4 separate regions of the Mus musculus genome follow, and regions 2, 3 and 4 are each linked to region 1. The links are chromatin contacts, called in public HiChIP or PLAC-seq, Micro-C and promoter capture Hi-C maps. All regions are on one chromosome and are shown on one strand. Each heading gives the region's core, a stretch centred on a gene start, on an enhancer-like site or on the middle of the called end of the contact. The rest is flanking DNA. Distances are from core to core; before and after follow the strand shown. Region 1 holds the start of Nova2 (NOVA alternative splicing regulator 2). Region 2 overlaps Nectin2 (nectin cell adhesion molecule 2). Region 3 holds the start of Mill1 (MHC I like leukocyte 1). Region 4 holds the start of Clasrp (CLK4-associating serine/arginine rich protein).

Region 1 (3,166 bases), core at 479-2,978:
GCCCTACTTGTTCCCTAACATCGAGGATAGTAAGTGGAGTCCTGTGCTTGGCTTGTGTTTCTCTGCTGTGCACACCTCTCCCGGATGGCACACGTAGAGGGCCCGTTTTGTGCAGCTGACACATCTCCGAGGCGTCTAACACTGAGCTGCCTCATACACGTGTGCACACACCCATGTCCTCTGCTCTTGTACACCCTGCATCTCCCCCACATCTCTAGCGTGACACACCCAGTTATTCTACACAGAGCTCTCTGTCTTATACACATCTACACAGTTTTGGGTGTCACACAACTCCAAGCTCCAGGGTGTTTTAAGCATATGTCCCCAGTCGCTTGGAACTCCATTTTTCCCCCCGATTTCCTTGGGAACACACCCTCCATGGGTTTCACTGAACCACAAGCCCCAGCTCTCCCTTTTCATCCCCCCATCCCCCCCAGTTACACACCCCCCTCTGATGTCACTATTGCACACCTCCATGTGTCACACCCAGCCTCTCTAGAGTCACACCTACACCCTTTTCCATGTCACATCCTAGCACCAGCTTCTACTGGTCCCACTCCACCCTATACACAGCGGTATCCCCCACACAGAACCCCTTTTCCCGGTCCACGAATGTTCTCACGGTTCACACCCAGAGTCCATCCTTTCTGCCTCCCTACACACCCCCCTGCATGTTACACACCCCCTCTCACTGGTGTGTCACAGGACAAGAGCCCCCTCCGGGCTGGTAAGCACCTTCCCTTGGAGGACCTCACATCCGGCTCTCTTTTACACACATACTCACACACCCCTACCCCGTCACATCCATGGTCCCTTAATGTCACATATCCAGGCCCTACACGACCCACCACGGATACACACCTGTCCTAGCCTTCCATCTCTTTCCCCTCCAGTTTTACACACCCACCCTTTCTTCCATGTCACCCAACACACCCACCCAGTCTGTCTCCATGCACGGTCCTGCATACTGTCCACACCCGCCCCTTTCCGGGACAACCCTTGTTCAGGACATCCCCAGGGAGTGAGGCTCAGAAGCTCTCGGTCCACAGGCCTGACTCTACTCCTTCCCCTCCCCCAACCGGGACACGCAAGCCCGAGGGAACACCCCTGCCCCGAAAGGGTCACATCACACACCCCTCAAGGACACACTGGCCCAGAAGGGACCCACGCCCCTCATCCTTGGTTCCCTCATACACCACAAGGACACTTACCACCCCCTCCCCCCCAGCCCCTTTCGTCGCAGACAAAGCTCTCAGCCCCCGGGGCCTCGGCGACAAGAGAAAGGGGTCCGTCCGGGTCCCCATCTCCTCGCGGAGGGGTGCCCCTCCCCTCCCTGAAGCACTTGCACCTGCCAGCCAGGGATGGGGGGGGATGATGGAGGACGGCGATGCCCCCTTCGGCGCGCGATCCCCCCCCACGCCCCACGCCGCGGTCCCTCAGCTTTGCCTCACCTCCCGTGTTGCTGCGCTTGGTGCAGACCACCTCGGGGGGCGTCTCGAGGGGTCTCTTGCGGGAATCCGGGGCCTCGGGCTCCATGGGGGGGGCCTGGGGCGGCGGCTGCTGCTGCTGCGGCGGCTGCGGCGGCGGCGGCGGCTGCTGTGGCGGCGGCGACGGCTGCTGGGGAGGCTGGGGCTGCGGCGGCGGCGGCGGCGGCGGGGGCGGCGGCGGCTGCGGGGCCGCGGAGGCCGTGAAGAGGCCGTGCACCGCGCCGGCGGCCATCATCCTCATGGTGGGGGGGCGGAGGAGGGGGAGGGGAGGGAGGGGGAGGGGAGGGGGCGGCGAGGAAGGGGGAGGGGAGCGGCGGGGAGGGAAGCGGGAGGGGGCTGGGGGGGGGAAGCGCTGACAGAGCTGGAGGACGGAGGGGAGCAGGGTGGAGAGGGTATGGGGGGTGGTCTGGGATGGAGAACTGAGGGGTGGGGTCCTGGTCTCTCAAAGATCACCGAAGCCGGTCACTGAGCCAGTGGGGTGCAGAGGTGTAGACAGGACACCCTCTCTGTACCCTTTCTTGAGGGCTCCCCACAGATGCGAGGGGCCGAGCCCCCCTCCCAAGGCCCTGCTCAGGGCGGGGGGCCGGAGATAAGAAGCGGAGGCGGTCGCTAGTGGGGGCCCGGGGGGCGGCGGGCGAGGGCAGCAGCAGAGACCGGGCTGCTGGTGGTGGTTGCTGGCCCGAGCATCTTCTCAGCTAGGCTCCTACAGCGTCCTGGCCCCTCCCACCCGCGCAAGGTCACGCCCATGGCAGTCAAGGCCACGCCCTTCTGCGCCCCCATTGGTCCATCCTTGAAGCCTGGGCCACGCCCATCACGCTTGGACGCTACAGACCTGACTACCCCCCCCTGCAGGGTATAATAAGGACCGCGAGGCTCCTCCACGCCTTCCTTCCTTACCCTTCACCCTTTTATTTGCGGAGGGGCGTGGCTGGACAGAGTGTAATATAGCCCAAGCTGGCTTTGAACTCACTATGTAGCTCAGGCTAGCTTTGACCTCCTGATTCTGCTGTTTCCATTCCCTGGCCCCCCAAGCGCTGGGATTAGAGGGATGTGCATGGCATCTCTAGCTACCTTTTGCTCCTAATGAGCATCACTTGTGCACTTGCCATGTGCCAGGAGTGGTTCTAAGAGATTCTTACTTGAATCCCACCGGGGAAAAACGATAGGATATACTTTTAGTATTCTGTCTTACAGATGAGGACACTGAGTCTTAGGAAGCCGAAGCAGCCAAGCTTGGCGCTCACTCATGTATCCCACTACTTGACAGTATGAGGCAGAATTGCCTTGAATCTAAGGATAAGCTGGGCTACAATGTAAGACCCTTTGTTTAAAAAAAAACAAACAACCAAATCAACAAGAAACAAAACAAACAAAAGAGAAAAGAAGAGGAAACAATGGGTAGGGGTCAAATGAGAAATGTACCTTCATGTCATCTGACTGTCAGCAAGGAAATTCCCCCTTTGGATGGTCCATCTCTCCATGAAGAGTGGACCTAAGACTGCTGTCGGGCTCCTGCGACTGAAATCAAGTTACAGCAAGTAACTGCCACAGAAGCCTGACTGGCGCTAGGTCCTATCAACGGTACTGACGGCCCACCCACTGAGTGACAGATACTGCCCTAGACCCTGGGACACAGCACAGAACAAAACGGCCTTAGTGCTTTGTAGAGTAAGTATTAT
Region 2 (3,166 bases), core at 351-2,850, 820 kb before region 1:
CAACTATGTGACCCCAGTATCTTGAGTATCTTGGGTTCCACGGTTAGCTGAGACTATGTAGTCAGACCCCATCTTAGAAAAACAAATAAAACAGCAGCCAGGGAGACGGCCCAGCGGGTGAAGGTGCTTGCTGCCAAACTTGACAGCCTGAGTTCTGTCTCCAAGACCCACACAGTGGAAAGAAAAGAGCCAACCCCACACCTGTGCATTGGCACCCCCACCCCTGCCCCACACATATGTAAATGCAGTAATTAAATAAAACAAACAAACATAAGCCACAGTTCATCTCACTCTGAACATCCATTCTTGTATTCAGAATTAGAGACTTAGTCTGGAGGTCTTGGGGCTGTGAGATTCTTGTCATTTGTATGTTTTCATTTATGAAGGGCGTCCCTGGATAACGAAGGTTAACCTGGAATTCTCTGGCCCCAAACATCCTTATGCCTCTGTCTCCTTAGTTTTGGAATTATGACTGAAGGCTGCTGAGCCTGGTTCACTGATACCTCCTGTGTGTGTGTGTGTGTGTGTGTGTGTGTGTGTGTGTGTGTGTGTTAATACAAGAGGACAATGTTCAGGAGTCTGTTCTCCCTATCCACTACTCGGATCTCAGAGATTAAAATCCGGTTATCATTCTTGGCTGCAATCACCTTTACCCGCTGCGCCATCTCACCAACCCCTCCCCGACACCTTTTCAAGCCCATTTTTCTGTCCTTGATGTCCTTTTGCCTAGCTCCAAGACCTGTTCTAATTCACATTTGCAAAGCTGTGTAATCCCAGCTCTTCTGGATGGTGAGACAGGAGGATTGATGTGAATTCAAGGCCAACTGAAGCCAAACATTGAGACCCTGTCTAAATAAACAAAATAAAACCCAGGCGGAAGCAAAGGCAAGCCCTGCCAGATGTGGCCTGTGGGGACAGGCACTGACCCTGTGACCTGGCCTGCAAAGAGTGTCAGATCTTTTACTTGAATTGTTCCAGGGGAACCTGCAGGGTGACTTAAATGTCTCCATTTTACACATGAAAGAACTTGGGCTTGAAAAGGTCACCCAGCCCAGAAGCAGCAAGCAGCAGGAAGCTCTCATCTCTCTGTGTTTCAATTTGAAAAAGTTCTCCTGCTCCTCTGTGGTAGGGCTGGGACCCAAAGCTCTCCACGTGGTACACAAGCGCTCTGCCACTGAGCCACGCCCCCAGCCCCTCCCTGGGGGATTCTAGGCAGGGGCTCTGCCACTGAGCCACGCCCCCAGCCCCTCCCTGGGGGATTCTAGGAAGAGGCTCTACTGCTGAGCTGTCCTTTTCCTAGTCCATATGGATCCGCTCTGCGGCAGAGATGAAGCCCTTTTTGTCTAGGTGTGTGGTGGGTTTGAGTGGTGAGGCATATGGTACGACTCTCTTAACTGGTGGCCACTTGTCCCATCCTCCCTAGCACTGTCTGACCCCAGTATTGTGTTCTGTCAGATTCCCTCACCAGGACCACCCAGGTTCTTCTTTTTTAAAGATTGCTTTAAGTGAATTGGTGTTTTGCCTACATACATGTCTGCACACCATATGTGTGCTGTGTCCAAGAAAGAGCTGAGTTTGGGATGTTTGTGAGCCACCATCTCAGGGAACCCAACCCAGGCCCTCTGCAAGAACAATGGGTGCTCTTAACTTCTGAGTCATCTCTCCAGCCACTGGCCTGCTTGCATTTGTTTATTTATTTATCTATTTATTTATTTAGGCAGAGTTTAGCTACGTCTTCTTGACTGGCCTGGAACTCACTATGTAGCCCAGGCTTTCTTCAGACACACAAGAGATCTGCGTGCCTCCACCTCCTGTGTGGTGGGATTAAAAGCTTTTGCTACCACACCCCAGCTTCCCTGGGTTCTTGTGTGTGAGGAGGCCAGGACGGTACACTCACCACTGTTCGCTGAGTGGGCAGCTCTGCCTAGGGTGCTTGCTCTCACTCTCTCTCTCTCTCTCTCTCTCTTATTCTCTCTCGCTCTCTCACTCCCTTATTCTCTCTCGTTCTCTAGATGGTTGTAAGCAGTTCCTCATAGAGACAAGTCATGTGTCCCTCACCTCAGGGCTCACTGTCAATGGCCACTTGTAATTATCTGGCCTCTGTTTGTTTACAAAGTTCAAGTTTCCTGTGGACCTAGGCTGAGTGCTCTTCAAGCATTCCTTGGTCCTCATAACACCCCTGGGGTGTGCGACACTGTCATTATGTCCTCATTATGCAGCTGGGAAACTGAGGCACAGAGATGTTGAGCCCTGGATTTAAACCCACACATTATTGTCCCCTGGGTCATCGTGGAGTACTTCCTCCAAAGCTGAGACACAGGCTTCCTCGTTTCTATATTTGTTCACAGTGGGGAGACGGTGGGGTTGAAGAGATAGCTCAGGCAGAGGACTTGCTCAGCGTCCTGCACAGCTGCCTGAAGTTCTGATTCCAAGGGCTTTTGGCGCCCCCTTCTGGCCTGTACAGGTACCTGTTCGCCGTACATAGATGTGCGCGCGCGCACATACACATTAAATAAAAAAAAAATTACTATATTTTTAAAGATTTATTTATCATATGTATGTACACTGTAGCTGTCTTCAGACACACCAGAAGAAGGCATTAGATCTCATTACAGATGGTTGTGAGCCACCATGTGGTTGCTGGGATTTGAACTCAGGACCTTCGGAAGAGCAGTCAGTACTCTTAACCACTGAGCCATCTCTCCAGCCCATACTATTTTTTTAAAGTGAGGAATTGGGGGCTGGAGAGTTGGCTTGGTGGTTAAAAGCACAGATGCTCTTGCAGAGGTTCTGAGTTCAATTCTCAGCATCCACATGGCAACATACAACCATCTGTAACTCCAGCTCCAGAGAACCCTGTGCCCTCTTCTGGCCTCCATAGGCACCAGGCACACATGTGGTACAGAGACATACATAGACAAAACATCCATATACATCAAATAATTTTTTTTAAGTAAAAATTCAGCCAGGCACAAGGGTGCACACCATTTATCTCAGCATTTCTGGAGGCAGAAGCAGGAGGATCTCTGAGTTCAAGGCCAACCTGGTCTACATAGTGAGTTCTAAAACAGCTAGGGCTATGTGGAGAGAGCCTGTCTCCAAAAGAACAAAATAAATAAAGTGGGAAAATAGAAGGGGCTCGTGAGACCCCACCCTCCTGGAGGGG
Region 3 (3,166 bases), core at 270-2,769, 680 kb after region 1:
TGATGCAGCACTTCAAAAATCTTGCTTGGCACAAGGATCAGTTATGTAAAACCTCCTGGTTCCAGCTACGGTTTGTCTTCTTTCTTTCTCATCACCCATTCTCCCACTCTGCATCTTCCTGTTGGAGATGCTGATTCACTCTGCTTCAGGTCAAACACACACCCTTGCTACCACTACCACACTCACTTTCTCCTGCAGAGATTCTAAAGACCCTGAAGATTTTATACCCAGACCTCAGGCTATAAGGAGTCCCTAAGATAATCATTGCCTTCTCTGTATTGTCTCAGGATTTGGACTCTGAAAACCCTCAACCATGCCTGCTACCAAGCTGAACACTCAATGCACCTTTCCTTGTACCTTCTCACAGACACTGGATTTGTTCTTGTTGCCACGGAAACATACTATCCCTGTGTAGCATATGCTTCCTGACCTCAGTGAAAGCTTGAGGCCACCAGCTCTGGATAACCATTGATCATCCTGCCCCACCAAGTTCACGGGAGTCTATGGTTATACTACTATACTAGAACAGCCAAGGGCACTTCCTCCCAAAGTCACAGAGTCCTTTAGACACAAAAGTTTCCCCAGATGCAGAGATGCATTTTTCTAGACACTTAACTAGATAATACACACAAGCAATACACAGACACATAGAAACACACACAACACACACAGACATACACACATCACACACATCACACACACAACACACATACAACACATACAGACAAAACACAGATATATACACACACACATATAACACACACAGGCACATACAGAGACACACACAAACACTTATCACACAGAAATATACACAGAAATACACACACATATATAACACAGACATACATAAAGAGACATAGACACATAGAAACACATATACACAACACATACAGACACACATATATATGTATATATGTACATATATACATACACACACACACACATATATATATATATATACATACATTTACACACACACAAACACAGAGACATACATAGACATAGAGAAAGACAGACACATACTACACAGACACATACACCACACACACACACCAAACACACACACACAAAGACACACACACACATACATACACACCAAGTTCACTCATGCTACACTCAACAGCACAGAGACACAGCAAGGTCCCTCTTCCTGTTCAGTGCTCACCTGCGCAGGTGCCCAGTAAATCCTCCAGGAGCAGGTACACTATCCACAGGTGGATCGCAGCTAGGGCTCTGAGGTTCCTGGACAGCAGCATCTTCTCTCTGCCTGAGACTTCTGAGTTTACTTTGAAGATCCCAAGCCAGATGAGCTCCTCTTACTAGCTCTACCAACCTCAGGAATCCAAGGAGAACTTAAGGGTATCACTGGGACTTCAGGTGGAGGGGGATCCTAAGAGGCTGAAAGGGGATCCTGAAAGTGTCTGGGCTGGCTGGAGGGCTGCTGGTCCCTGTACAGAGAAGCTGAGAAACACAGAGGTGCTCAGGATGCTTTGGGCTCAGGCAGCCCTGATTCAAATGCTCCTCCCTGAAATCATCAAAGCCCTCCTTTACAGCTATCCCTACTGCATTCTCTACAATAAGCAGGAAGGTTTTTGTCTTAATGTTTTGGATAGGAGTCTGGAATGCATGTGAACCTCTCATCAACAAGGACAGGCAGGACAGGCAGGTATCTCAACCGGGGTTTTATTACCTGCTCCCCACATCAAGATTCCAGCTTCCCACTCAGGTATCTGTGCATGCTCACACAGGACTTGGGAAAATTCCCTTTACAACTATAAAAACAAATGATGCATGTTTCCTATTAATAACTGACTGGGAGTGAGTAAAGCTGTGGAAGACTCTGGAGGGAAATTTGAAACAATTAATTAACTGTTGTTTGCTCTTTGAGTTTAGGTTTGTTGTTGCCTGGAGTGAGCTGAGCCCTGGGAACTAAACTTACCACCCTCTGCTGCTGAGCAGACCCTGCCCAGCCTGGTCTTAAGCATTTTAAAGCAGAAACAATGAAGTAAAATTAATTATAGCAAGAAGAGACACAGTTTGTATACTTTCTCAGTAGTTTAGAAACTAAGGGCTGAGGATGGTGGGGCACATCTTTAATCCCAGCACTTTAATTCCAGGCAGGGGCAGGCAGATCTTTGTGAGTTTGATTCCAGCCTGGACACCCTACAGAGTTCCAGGACAGCCAGGACTATGTAGAGAGACCTCTTCTGAGAGGGGAGGGAAGGAGAGAGAGAGAGGAGGGGGAGGAGGAGGGTAAGAGAGAGAGAGAGAGAGGAAGAGAGGGAGAAGAAGAGGGAGAGAGAGAAGGAGAGGGAGAAGGAGAGAGAGAAGGAGAGGGAAGGGAGAGAGAGGGAAGAAGAGGGAGAGAGAGAAGGAGAGATAGAAAGAGAGGGAGAGAGAAGGAGAGAGAGAAAGAGAGGGAGAGAAAGAGAGGGAGAGAAAGAGAGGGAGAGAAAGAGAGGGAGAGAAAGAGAGGGAGAGGGAGAGGGAGAGGGAGAGGGAGAGAGGGAGAGGGAGAGGGAGAGGGAGAGAGGGAGAGGGAGAGAAAGAGAGGGAGAGGGAGAGGAAGAGGGAGAGGGAGAGGGAGAGGGAGAGGGAGAGGGAGAGGGAGAGGGAGAGGGAGAGAAGACTGAGACTCACAGTGCTTTTTAAGAGCCCACAGTCTAGGCAACTCATCCACTGTTGGTGAAAACTCACTCAATCCACCAGATGGCATCACTCCAGTTAGAATGCCTCTGCTCTCATGCCCTCAATACCTCCCCATAGGCTCCTCCATTCAACATTCTTCAACTCTGGCCACTCCAACACTGAGAAATTAAGATTCCAATACACAAATCTCCAGGGAACCGGGAACACACACACACAAATGATAGTGATGGTTAAAAATAGCACTATCAACCCATATCAGATTCTGTGTGACCTACAAATCCATTGCCTAAAATGATCTAGATAAAATCGATCTGATAGAGTGACTTCAGTGGTAAGGAGTATCCTTTCCCCAGAGAGGGAGAGCAGGAGGGAGATAAGTGTGTGGAGGGACAGAGACATGAGATGGAACACCAGTTGGTCATCCAGGGATGTGAAGGTGGGTCTCAGCAGAGACTTCTGAGGACACACAACCATGTTGTCCCTTTTCCTTTCTCCACAGAAAGACCAACAGAGTCAA
Region 4 (3,166 bases), core at 301-2,800, 680 kb before region 1:
TCAACCTGGCTACATCTGGAACTAAAACCCAAAAATGGGGGGGGGGGCATGCATGTGAGAGATTTTTGCTTAAATTGAAGTAGGAAGATCCACTTACTTTTTAAAAAAGATTTTATTTATTTTATGTATGTGAGTACACTGTCGCTGTCTTCAGACATACCAGAAAAAGGCATTGGATTCCATTACAGATGGTTGTGAGCCACCATGTGGTTGCTGGGAATTGAACTCAGGACCTCCAGAAGAAGAGTCAGTGCTCTTAACCGCCGAGCCATTTCTCCAGCCCCTGGAAGCTCAATTTCTAATCTGGATCTTGAGATGGGAAGACACACTTTTAATCCAGCTCTAATCTGGGCCACGATTTCTGCTGGATTGTATATAGGGATGTGGAAGAAGGAAGCTTTAGGTATTTGCCTGCTTGCCATCGTCTTGCTAGCAAGTCCATTCCTTCACTGGCGTTAGAGCCTTCTCTGTGGTTCTAGTGTATACTGAAGACCAGCTGAGGCATCCAGCCTTGTAGCCCGAGCATCTACTGATCTACTGAGTTCTTGGCCTTTCTGTTCCTAGCCTGCTATTGTTGAATTAACTGAACACAACCTACAGATAATTTTTATTAATCCCACATATATGTCTGTGTGTATACATATATATTTATATATACATATACACGTACATATATGTATACATATATATGTACATATAGGATTAAATAAAATTATATAATATATATGTGTGTGTATACATCTCAGAGAAACATACACCTTCAGGCATACACATAATATTTTTTTTCCGAGACAGGGTTTCTCTGTGTAGCCCTGGCTGTCCTGGAACTCACTTTGTAGACCAGGCTGGCCTCGAACTCAGAAATCTACCTGCCTCTGCCTCCCAAGTGCTGGGATTAAAAGGCGTGTGCCACCACTGTCCGGCAATATAAATCTTTTAAAAAGACTTTTCTATTTTTGTATTTTATGCATATGGGTGTTTTCTCGGCATGTATGCACATCAGAATAGGGCACTGGATCCCATAGGACTACAGTTAAGAGACTGGTTGTTGGGCTGGTGAGATGGCTCAGTGGGTAAGAGCACCCGACTGCTCTTCCGAAGGTCCAGAGTTCAAATCCCAGCAACCACATGGTGGCTCACAACCATCTGTAATGAGATCTGACTCCCTCTTCTGGAATGTCTGAAGACAGCTACAGTGTACTTACATATAATAAATAAATAAATCTTTAAAAAAAAAAAAAAAAAAAAAGAGACTGGTTGTGAGCCCTATGTGAGTGCGGGCAATTAAACTCAGGACCTTGGCGAGAGCTTCCAGTTCTCAATCGATTGTCACCACTCCAGCCCCTAAAAGAAATAAATCTTTAAAAACAACAACAAAACGTGTCTGGAATTCTGGGTTCCTCTACTTAAGCTCTCACTTTTAGGACAGGTCCCAGATGGTGCCACCCTGCAGGCCCCGCCCATAATCGCGAGAGCCACGCCCACATCCCAGAGCCCTTCCTCTCGACCGCGGAAGTGCCTTTTGTGCAGCGCCGCCTCTCTCCTTCGCTCAACCTCTCACTTCCGCTTCCGGTGTGGGTCGTGAGCGCGCGCGAGCGCAGCAGTGGGAGGCGGCGACTGGCCGGTGAGTGCAGGCATCCGACCCCGACCTCCCGGCTTCCGAGCGGTGGCAGTCGACCTCATCCTTGTCCGAGGCGCTCCGGAGATCACCGTGGGTGTCCGCCGGGCCCCGACGGCGGCCCCGCCTGCTTCCGCCCTGACAGGCCTCAGGCTGCGCCCCTCGCCCCTCCTCAGGCCCGAATCCGGGCTTTGGGGTTCGGCACGGACCCTGGTCCCCAGACGCAGCTCCGTCCCTGTCTTTCACCCATCGCTCCGGCCCAGGGCCGCACTCTCTCTTTTTAGCCTGCCTGGCCGGCTTCACGTCCCTCCTTTAGAGCTCAGCCGCCTGACCATCTTCATCCTCTGTCCACGCCCTTCACCTGGCCTCACCCCCCTCCCCAAGCGTGTCTGGGCTGTGCTGTTGCCTCTCTCCACTAACCTACCTTACAACACTGCTGCACCCCCCTCCCGTACCATGCATGGTTCCTGCAGAGGGATCTTAGGGGTTCTTGTGAGCCCAGCCCTGGCAGCTACGGATCGGTTTCAGACATTCCTTTTATTTCAAAAATTCCATTTTTATTTTTCCAGACAGCATCTCACTATGTAGCCTTGGCTAGCCTGGAACTTAGTACATAAACCAGGCTGGCTCCATACTCAGACATCTGCCTGTCCTGCCTTCCCACTGCTGAGATTCAAGGCATGCACCATCACTCCCAGCCATTTTTTTTTTAATTAAAGTAGGATCTCCATATTTAGGTTACACTGGACAGTGTAACCAAGGCTGGCCTTGAACTCAAGACAGTTCTGCATCAGCCTTCCAAAGGCTATCTACTCTATAGTCTTTCATATGGACTTTAGCGAGCAGAATCTAGGAGGATTTTTTTTCCCAGGAGAAGATCTTACCTAGGTCACAGAGAGCTTTCTCATAGTTCTGGAGCTACTGCCACAGGACTGTTAGGAGTCCTTTTGTGCACTCAGCGTCCTGGTCTGCAGCAGGGTCTCTCTCTCCCCTGAAGCCATGGGACTTGGAATTTAGTCCATCAGGATCAACCCCAACATGTCAGAGGACTGTAACTCTACCCACGTGGTCTTTATAGTCCCTTTGACATGTCTGGTGCCCTCCTCCCTCAGGCAGAAGCCTCAGCACCATGTGGCACGAGGCTCGGAAGCATGAGCGGAAACTTCGAGGCATGATGGTGGACTACAAGAAGAGGGCGGAGCGGCGTCGGGAGTACTATGAGAAGATTGTGAGTGAGCAGACTTGAGTGTGGGGCGGGCGGGCTCCAGAGGGAAGGGCCCTGGGCTTGGAGGTGTGTCAAGGCAAGAGCTCTTTTTCCTCACAATCCTAGTCGTCTTCCCCCACACCCCCTTCCACTGTGGCCATTTTTCTATGGTGTTGGAGATAGAAGTCTGGGCCGTGCAGTGCACCACCTGAGCTGCCCTTACCCCGTCTCTTGTTAGGTAGATGGTCTTTTTAGGTAACCTAGGCAGGCCTCAGACTCATACTCTTCCTGCCTGTGTTTACAGGTGTGTGTTGTTACCATGCTCAGCCATAGTCATTTCTTCA

What was found. Promoter capture Hi-C pulls out the DNA fragments that hold promoters and counts their contacts. A called contact is a pair of places that touch in the nucleus more often than the background predicts. HiChIP or PLAC-seq counts read pairs in DNA pulled down with a chosen protein or histone mark.
Region 2: a Micro-C map of embryonic stem cells shows a contact between it and region 1, with 2.8 times the contacts expected there. The contact joins the enhancer-like site here to the promoter of Nova2 in region 1. A contact is called at or near these places in 1 of 39 promoter capture datasets (pre-B cells), 1 of 484 Hi-C or Micro-C datasets (embryonic stem cells) and 4 of 115 datasets of contacts at active chromatin or transcription factors (embryonic forebrain, embryonic limb bud, extraembryonic endoderm stem cells and 1 more).
Region 3: a contact with region 1 is called in a promoter capture Hi-C map of stem cell-derived epiblast-like cells, with 3 times the contacts expected there. The contact joins the promoter of Mill1 here to the promoter of Nova2 in region 1. A contact is called at or near these places in 6 of 39 promoter capture datasets (the 3T3-L1 cell line, 3T3-L1-derived adipocytes, embryonic stem cells and 2 more).
Region 4: a contact with region 1 is called in an H3K4me3 HiChIP or PLAC-seq map of forebrain, with 4 times the contacts expected there. The contact joins the promoter of Clasrp here to the promoter of Nova2 in region 1. A contact is called at or near these places in 3 of 39 promoter capture datasets (cranial neural crest, maxillary cranial neural crest and second pharyngeal arch cranial neural crest) and 1 of 115 datasets of contacts at active chromatin or transcription factors (forebrain).

Annotation. Positions count from the first base shown.
Region 1 is chr7:18,924,450-18,927,615 of GRCm38.p6, reverse strand. Nova2 (NOVA alternative splicing regulator 2) reads right to left here and starts at 1,728. Exons shown (of 4, transcript NM_001029877.3): 1 at 1,452-1,728. The coding sequence starts at 1,536.
Region 2 is chr7:19,739,730-19,742,895 of GRCm38.p6, reverse strand. All of the region lies in intron 1 of Nectin2 (nectin cell adhesion molecule 2), which reads left to right. Among named protein-coding and RNA genes, the nearest start is that of Gm34744, 8.3 kb to the left of the region's middle. Within about 2 kb of position 1,600, at least 58 of the 459 cell types and tissues checked have an H3K27ac peak or open chromatin away from gene starts, as enhancers often do. A contact at or near this core is called in embryonic stem cells and extraembryonic endoderm stem cells, where this site is marked.
Region 3 is chr7:18,243,700-18,246,865 of GRCm38.p6, reverse strand. It overlaps Mill1 (MHC I like leukocyte 1), which reads right to left and starts at 1,519. Exons shown (of 5, transcript NM_153749.4): 1 at 1,166-1,519. The coding sequence starts at 1,256.
Region 4 is chr7:19,602,870-19,606,035 of GRCm38.p6, reverse strand. It overlaps Clasrp (CLK4-associating serine/arginine rich protein), which reads left to right and starts at 1,550. Exons shown (of 21, transcript NM_016680.5): 1 at 1,550-1,624; 2 at 2,731-2,846. The coding sequence starts at 2,748.